Regions from separate parts of the Mus musculus genome. Here regions 1 and 2 are each linked to region 3. A link is a contact called in public Hi-C and promoter capture Hi-C data. All regions are on one chromosome and are shown on one strand. The core of a region is the stretch at or near the end of the contact, and the rest is flanking DNA. Distances in the headings are between cores, read along the strand shown.

Region 1 (2,700 bases), core at 201-2,700, 220 kb after region 3:
ATGAAGAGAGGCAAACAGTGAAAGGTACGGATCATGGAGTAAAATCAGTAGAGGAAAGCAAGTAAGCTTAGGGGTCAACGTGACAAGATGAGAAATGGCAGCAGAGATTTGAGGAAAGAAGAAATATTCTATCTGATCTCAGGATTGCATGAGAAATGGAGAAAAAAGAAGTTAGATCAAACATCACAGACTCCACTCAACAAAACTGTTCACTTCTACAAAAGGAGTGAAGAGAGAGCTGCACATCTTTGATTGTTTGCTTCGGTTGTTACAGAAGCCTTCTTTCTCAACTGTGATTCTGCAGTCATCAATACCACGGCAAAAGTATTGCCCTCCCTTGCCCCTTCAGTCAGCAGGAGGCTGGATCATAGACTTACACATGGTTTTGGCTACAGTGCAGACCACAGACATTCACATGGTCCTTAGCATCAGCAGATGCTACTGACCTCAGCATGGTCTCCTGAGGTAGTGTAAAGCACGGACGTCAGCTCCGTCCTACGCCACTGCTCAGGCCCTGGACACCAATCACAGCCCTTCTAGGCAGCACAGGCCAAGGACATCAATGTGACTTCAGGTGGCAGCATAGGCATCAATATTGCCCTTGCCTGGCATCAGAGTACACACCTTTAATCCCAGCACTCAGGAAGCAGAGGGACTCTATTAGTTTGAGGTCGGCCTGGCCTACAGAATGAGTTCCAGGACAGCTGAGATTATTACACAGAAAAATAAAAAGTCTCAAAAAAAACATCTACATGAACTTCCAGCTTTAAAGCAGCTTAGGGCAGCAGAAAATGGATACCAAAGTGGCCTCCACAGAGGCCTTTTAAGGAGGTCCAATCCAGAAAATAAACCATCCTTCATCTTGGACATCCTGTTACTGCTCAGAGCCAAGCCAATCATGCAGCTGGGCAGCAAGTTCCAGGGCTGAGTTGGAATGCCAGCTCCAGGTTGCTGCACACCACCCTGTCAGCCCTAGTCATCTCCCACCCAGCCACGGCAACCTTCTCACATGGCTGTTATCATGACTCTAGTTCTGCCACTCTAGCACTCTCACTCCTGCACTCCATTCCTCTATCTTTCCTACCTCTCCATCAAATATCTATTTGTTGTAGTGACTCTACAGACTACAGTGTGCCACATAGCCTTTTTTTCCCCAGACAGCTTTGCATACAAATATTCACTGCAAGGAGTTGTTGGTCTGGTTCATGGTTTTTAGTTTCTGAAGCACCATAAATATTGGTCCATTGCTGTGACTCCTCTCAGATATCCTGATGTTGCCTAAAGTCATGGTGATTTTGCAGCCAAGTAGGGCTTTCTGGGGCAGATTCTGTGTGAGGTCCTGGCTGCTGCACACCTCTGTGCCCTCAATGTCTGCCATCCTAGGCTTTGCCAGGCTCAACTTTTGTGTTTATAGCCTGTGGGCAGCACTGCTGCCCTGTGCCTTTTATCTCTCAGCAGGTCAAATAGCACAGGCCACAGCTACAGTGGCTCCATGAGGGAAGCCAGCCTGTAGGCCTAGAGCCAGCCCCATTCAGCAACGACCTGTTTTTGTGTTTACAGTCTGCTGGCTGAGACAGAACAATACAGGGTATAGACTCATCATTCTTCTGGTTCTGTTCAGCCATCTTTCCTTGTGGTTTTGTGTGTCCACACTTTAAAAGCATCTACTCATAAGCCTCCTCCATCTTTTTTATTTAGTTGTTCTGGTGATACTGCTGGTCTTACAGACTCCTTTTTTTGCTCCTAGGAACCCCCATGGGCCTCTCCTATTCCAAGGAGCTCTGCAGCAGGTGCTGGTGGCCACAACCATCTTTCTCCTCCCCCTTATATAGACAGTTTTAAATAATTAATGTGACAGATATTTTGTTCCTACTTCAGCCTTAGAAACATCATTTTAAAAATAAAAACATGCTAACACACAGGACATGAACAGAATCAAAACAATGGTAATGTGATTGATTTCAAACAGTCAAAAGTTAAAAAATGAACATTTTAATTTTAGATATATATATTATATGAATGTTTAGCTTGCATGTGTCTATCTATACACACCTCCCTGAAACCTATAGAGCTCAAAGGAATCTATCAGATCCCCAAAACTGGAGTTATGGATGGTTGTGAGCCACCATGTGGGTGCTGGGACTCCAGCACTCTTAACCACTGAGGCATCTCTCCATCACATTAAAAAAAAAAAGTATCTTGTGTGTACATACATATACACGCATACCATAATGAGCATGTGGAGGTCAGAGTATAATCTAAGGGGGTTAGTTCTCTTCACCATGTAGATTCTACGGACCTGTCAAATTACAACTGGCAGGCTTGATAGCAAGCACCTCTGCCCACTAAGCCATCTCAATGACCTATAGTTTTAATCTAAGAAAAAACTTAGCTTGGTGGTACAGACCTGGAATCTCAGCTCCTAATAATTCTAAAATAGGAAGAACACAAGTTCAAGGCCAGCCTTGGCTACAAAGTTACCAATCTGAATCAAAATAAAAAGTAAAAAGAAGCTGTGTATAAAGATCAATGGTAGAATACTTGTCTAGCATCCCTGGTACCACAAGCATAAAAATATGAAAAGTTAGAGAAAACCATCATTTTCATTACTGTGTAGTAAGAAGCTTAGTAAACTTCAGTTTCCTAAGACTTTGCAATACCCTTTTAGACTTTCTCCAGTCCCCAAAGGAGTTTATGCTC
Region 2 (2,700 bases), core at 6-2,505, 130 kb before region 3:
CAAAAACAAACGAATGCATTCCTAGTCTGGCGGTGGTGCAGGCCTTTAACCTCAGCATTCAGAAGGCAGACAGTCCGATCTCTGTGAGTTCGAGGCCAGACTGGTCTACAGAGAGTGCGTTTTAGGACAGCCAGGGCTACATAGTGAAACCCTGTCTCAAAAACAAACCAATAATAATAATAAAAGAATTTCAAGATGGTGACAGCAGGGCACTAAACCAGGCCCGGGAGCCTTACTAAGCTAGGAACCCTGGGTACTACATAGGTGACATGTCTAGAAAGTTGGTCTTGCCTCTGGAAAAATGTAGTCCTCTAGTTATTTGTGAACGAACCTAGGTTATTCCAGAATTGTGTTAAGTGCTGGGGAATCAGGTAAGAGCAAGAATTTATTAAATGACACAGGTGTCATTAGGCTTTTCCTCCCCTCAATCCTAGGGGTGCTTCTCTGAATGAGATTTCAGTGTTAAGCAGAGACAACAGAAAGAAGCAATAAGTTAACCTAGGAAAGGGATACATGGTATCTACATGGTTACTTTAGCTTAGTTGGTCAGGAAGGATCAGTCTGACACATTTGAGATGTGACTTCAACAAACATGGTCCATTCTGGGAAGTCCAGCAGAAACTCAGGACGCAGAGTATCCACATTAGCGCGAGCACATAAATGTTTACGTGAAAGATTGAAATGATGATGGGAAGAAGCTGGCAGGCTCTATCATCGTCTTCGGCAAATGGGAGCGAAGGAGGGAGTACAAGTCTGGAGAGAAGGACCTTTCGGGAGTCACACTTAGAAAAGTGGTGGGTGGTTCAGCGCGGAGCGAGAGCAACATACGTGAAGGTGCTAGGCGCACACCTCTCATCTCCCCATCCCGGCCGCGCCCAGGCCAGGTGAGTGGGTGGCCGGTGGACAACCACGCGGAGGAGCAACCTCCAGGGGCCCGCGCGTTTCCTACCCGAGCCGACGTGGCCGGCGCGATAGGCCGCGCACGTGTCTGGCCAGAGGCCCCGGTGCAGCGCAGAGGCGCGCAGGGGAGCTCAGGTTCATCCTCGTGCGGTGCCGCCGGCCCAAATCCTCGGGGCGAGCGGCGGGTGCTGGGCGCGGAGCCCCGGTGTGGGGCGGAAAGGGGCTGGGTCATGAGAGGAGGGGGCGGTCGGGAGCGCGCGCGGAGCTCGCGGGCGCGCGCCGGGGCGGGGGCAGCCCTCTCCCAGGCGGCGGTGGGGGCGGCGTCGCTGTTGCCCTTTTAAGCCGCGGGGCCACCGCCTCCTGCGGGTGGAGTCGGTTACAAAGGCAGCAGCCGGCCCGGCTCCCGCACGCTCGCTCGCTCCCTCGCTCGCACGCCCGCCCGCCGAGGCCTCGCGCTCCTCGCCATTTTCCAGCCGCGCTCGGACGCGGGTCGCGGCGGCGGGGAGAGGCGGAGCCGCGAGAGCGCGGCCCGGGCCGGCCCCGCGGGGCGGTCGCGGCCGTGACGGCGGCTCCCGGCCCCGGCTCCCTTTCCTCACCCCTCCCGCTGGAGATGAGGGGAAGATGTCCGTGTCAGGGCTCAAGGCCGAGCTGAAGTTCCTGGCGTCCATCTTCGACAAGAACCACGAGCGATTCCGCATCGTCAGCTGGAAGCTGGACGAGCTGCACTGCCAGTTCCTGGTGCCGCCGCCGCCACCACCGCCGGGCAGCTCGCTTTCGCCGCCGCCGCCGCTCACACTTCACTGCAACATCACGGTGAGGCGCCGGGTCGTAGCCCCTCGGGGCCGGGCGGGGGCGGACCTGGGCGCCGCAGTCCCGGGACAAAGGGCGCCTGCCCGGGAGACCCCCGGTGTCCCGGGCACGGCCGGTTGGCGGCTGGGCCCTGGGCCCGGCCGGGAGCTCGGGCTGCCTGGTCGGGAGGAGGTGGAGGCGCGTCGCAGCACGGCGCGGGCCGGCTTTGCTCTGTTGGCCCCTCGCGGCCCCCGTCGGGCCCCGAGGTCGCCATGGCCGCCCGCAGCCGGCCTGCTCTGGGGACCGCGGCTCGTCCGTGGGCTCCTGTCAGTCGCTCAGGTGGAAAGGCTCTCAAGTATCTGTTTTAGCTACTCGTTTTCCCATCGGGTTCCAAAACCCACGTCCTTGCTTGTTCAACCAGTTCTCGTTTGTGTTTTGGTCTCCGAGGACAAACGAACACTGAAAGCCTACGTATTTAAGGAAAAAGTTTAGGACGCAACCCCGGGGGATGGTGTGGAACCATCGTTTAGCCCTGACCTGGCTTTGCGCTTACGTGTTTTGGAAAAGCTCATGGAACCTTCCACGCGGCAGGTGGTGTGGTGAGTGTGCAAGCTGTCCCACCTGTGCCCTGTGCGGAAGCCTGGACGTTACCAGGAGGGGAAAGGAGATGCTTCGCAGTTTATTACCGGGGAAGATCAAGTGGGATTGGAAGGCTGGAGAAACACGTGGGAAGTTACTTTTCTGTTTAAGGGAAATGCTCTTTAGAAACATTCAGTTGGTAAAATTATCAGATTGTAAGTGAACTCTCTCCCCCCCCCCCCTATCGAAGTGTATTATGAGGCTGACTGTTCATTGTGAAATTGATCTCATGTGCAGAAAATACACCTTATTACAACTGGAGTTAAGGTGGTAGTTTTTATATGGCTAAGATTCCTTCTGTTAAGTCAGCCAATAGATAACCCCAAGTGTGGTGGGAATTTCAAAGGCCTTAACTTTATGATAGTTATCAAA
Region 3 (2,700 bases), core at 180-2,679:
TCCCTTTTCTTTTTTATACAAAGCCATGTCTTAATAAACCAACTTCTAACATTACTCACCTAACCTGAATTACTACCTCTTATGCTAATTTTATTCTGATTTCATTCACTTAGAATTTGAGAAGTTGATATCAGATAGAAAGCTAGAATCTGTCACTTTGTAAGAAGAAAAAACCCAATAAAACAAAAATAAAAAATAAAATAGATTTATGTTATATAGGTCTTTTAAAGCTAAACTAATGTTTTTGGAAGGCTTTGCATGGGAAACAATATAGCTTTATATTAATATACATTGGTCATTTTCTTACTAAATAAACTCACACATAGACAAGAAGTATGAACTTACAAGAAATTACCTGTTGGCATCTTAATTTTTAAATAGTTTCATTCTTGATGGAAGAATTAAGGTTGAAAATCAGCACCTAAAATAATTTAAAATTTATATTTTAAGGGAGGTTATCCTGTTTGGAGGACATTATAATGCGCCAAATGTTCCATTAGCAAAACTCTAAAATGTTGAAAATAAAACACACATGGCAGTATTCGAGCATCTTAGACATACAGACAATGCTGAAACATGAACAGATAAAAAGAAGATCGACATTAAAAGGGTAGTGTTGGGTGAGAACGGTGGCATAGCGTCTTGGTTGAGAACACCATGGAGACGTGCAGACACACGCTCAACTGAGCCACCTCCAGCGACATCTGTGCTTTTAAACCACGTAGCCCGCAGAAACCTAATTTCCACAACGAACCCATGACCTCCCAAATTTTCAACTTGTTGAAAATGGCCACTCTATAGAAAAACCTCAAAAAAGGATTTAAGCACTTCGGTTACAGCTTCAGAACCTGCACAAGTGCGTGTCCACGTTTGGTAGGCAGAAGCTACATAGTCTGCCTGCCAATCAATTGACAAACGCCCTTCCTTAAAATGGTGTCTGAGATTTGGCAAGGCAGTAAATGAGACACACTTATGAGAGAAGTTTGCTACTGTAACAAACAAAGGCATTAAGAGCAGATGAAGGATTTAGCCTTACATTGGGATTGCAAGCTCTTGTCATAGTACAAATACTATAATGAAAGTTCAATCTACCACTTCATATAAGAACATTCAAAATTAAAGTCTTCTAAAGGCAATCTCTTTTACAGACAAGCAGAGAGAGGAGAAAGAGGTGAGGAGAGGGGAGAGAGGGGAGAGAGGGGAGAGAGGGGAGAGAGGGGAGAGGGAGAGCGCGCACAGTAAATGTATAATCACTGGCTCATTTTTTTTTTCTCCTTTTTCCCCAAATAAACAGGGCTTACCTCAACAGAAATTTATATTCCCATAAAAAAAGAAAATTTTGCTAGACATGCAGCGTTTCACAAGTGTTTGAACACTGAGGACTTCAGCAACTGTGACTCGAACTTTACAACGTGTCAAAAATCGGATTTATGTCACTTCAGTGTGGGCGAGGTCAAGGCAGACCAAGGTGTGAGCAGAGGTCGCAAGCAGCCAGGGGAACCACGCCCACACAGAGGTCAGGAGCAGCCAAGGGAGTCACGCCCACACATTTCCAAACCGCAAACGGGTAGGATTTCACTAAGAAAAGGAGCTGCGGTAGGTGGCACCCCTAAAGCGCGGTCCAAGTTTCAAAGTTATGAAATAAGCCACGTTCTTTAGAGCCCTTACTTATCTCTGCATGTCTTGGTAACTGATATGTGTTAGGTAAGTATGTGGAAAAACAGCATTGGTGTGAAACTAATGCACCACAGAGTTTACAAAATAATTTCTCTTATAGAGTAAGTAAAATATACAAATAATGACTTGAACTTATCAGACTGAACGAAGCAATAGTTGAAACGGAGCTCACATTTATCGTGGCACCTCTAGCGATGCAGCTAGTGGATCTGATGATAGAAGTTCTCAGGAGACCTGTGACACAGCTCTCTTAAGCGCGCCTGTGTAAGTTCTGTCGTGTCTGGGAAACGACTCTCCTTGGAGTCACCCATTACCTCTGGCTCTTAGAATCATTCCTTCTCCCCTTCTGAGAAGATCCCTCAGCCTCATATACACTAAGAAAAGTTAAGTTCTAAAAGTCATGTTTTAAAATGTTAACATGTAAATCTGTTTAAATGAAATATGGGTTTCCCCTTTAGATAAAAGTATACTAAGCATTTAGATGGTTTTATTTTCCAAAAATCACAATTCAAACAAATATGTGTGTGTGTGTGTATATATATATATACATATATATATATGTGTGTGTGTGTGTGTGTGTGTGTGTGTGTGTAAAACATGCTTTTGACTATAGATTTATTTTCATTGCTCATATTATCTCCCACATCAAATGAAATTCTATAGATATAGTTAGCACATATATGCATAATATATGTGTATATATACATATGTACATAAGTTATTTTAGCACACAGTATTTGAGACTGAAAATAAGATGATAAAAATAACCTTTATTTATTTTATTTGAACTAGGAAACTATTATGCTGCCAATTAATATAGAAATGAACACTAAACTGCACATGGGGATCATGTGAACTTAAGCCATTCAAGATGCATTTATTAAGAGACATGTTATGATGATTTGTACTGTTTTTTATACATGAGAAATTAAAAACCGGGGGAGCTATGTGATTCCTTATTTTATTATTTAAGACAGAGTCTTGAAGGACCCATAGCTCCAGCTGCAGAGGTAGCAGAGGTGG

Evidence for each region. A called contact is a pair of places that touch in the nucleus more often than the background predicts. Capture Hi-C pulls out chosen DNA fragments and counts their contacts.
Region 1: a contact with region 3 is called in a Hi-C map of liver, with 1.8 times the contacts expected there. The contact joins the enhancer-like site here to the promoter of Nrg4 in region 3. A contact is called at or near these places in 2 of 39 promoter capture datasets (both in liver), 1 of 484 Hi-C or Micro-C datasets (liver) and 1 of 9 other capture datasets (adipose tissue).
Region 2: a promoter capture Hi-C map of adipose tissue shows a contact between it and region 3. The contact joins the promoter of Ube2q2 here to the promoter of Nrg4 in region 3. A contact is called at or near these places in 18 of 39 promoter capture datasets (the 3T3-L1 cell line, 3T3-L1-derived adipocytes, the C10 cell line and 13 more), 1 of 115 datasets of contacts at active chromatin or transcription factors (embryonic stem cells) and 2 of 9 other capture datasets (adipose tissue and liver).

What each region holds. Positions count from the first base shown.
Region 1 is chr9:55,504,366-55,507,065 of GRCm38.p6, forward strand. All of the region lies in intron 1 of Etfa (electron transferring flavoprotein, alpha polypeptide), which reads right to left. Among named protein-coding and RNA genes, the nearest start is that of Etfa, 6.5 kb to the right of the region's middle. Within about 2 kb of position 1,451, at least 7 of the 459 cell types and tissues checked have an H3K27ac peak or open chromatin away from gene starts, as enhancers often do. A contact at or near this core is called in liver, where this site is marked.
Region 2 is chr9:55,148,114-55,150,813 of GRCm38.p6, forward strand. It overlaps Ube2q2 (ubiquitin-conjugating enzyme E2Q family member 2), which reads left to right and starts at 1,256. Exons shown (of 13, transcript NM_180600.3): 1 at 1,256-1,713. The coding sequence starts at 1,522.
Region 3 is chr9:55,282,196-55,284,895 of GRCm38.p6, forward strand. It overlaps Nrg4 (neuregulin 4), which reads right to left and starts at 1,430. Exons shown (of 8, transcript NM_032002.2): 1 at 1,302-1,430; 2 at 356-421. The coding sequence starts at 365.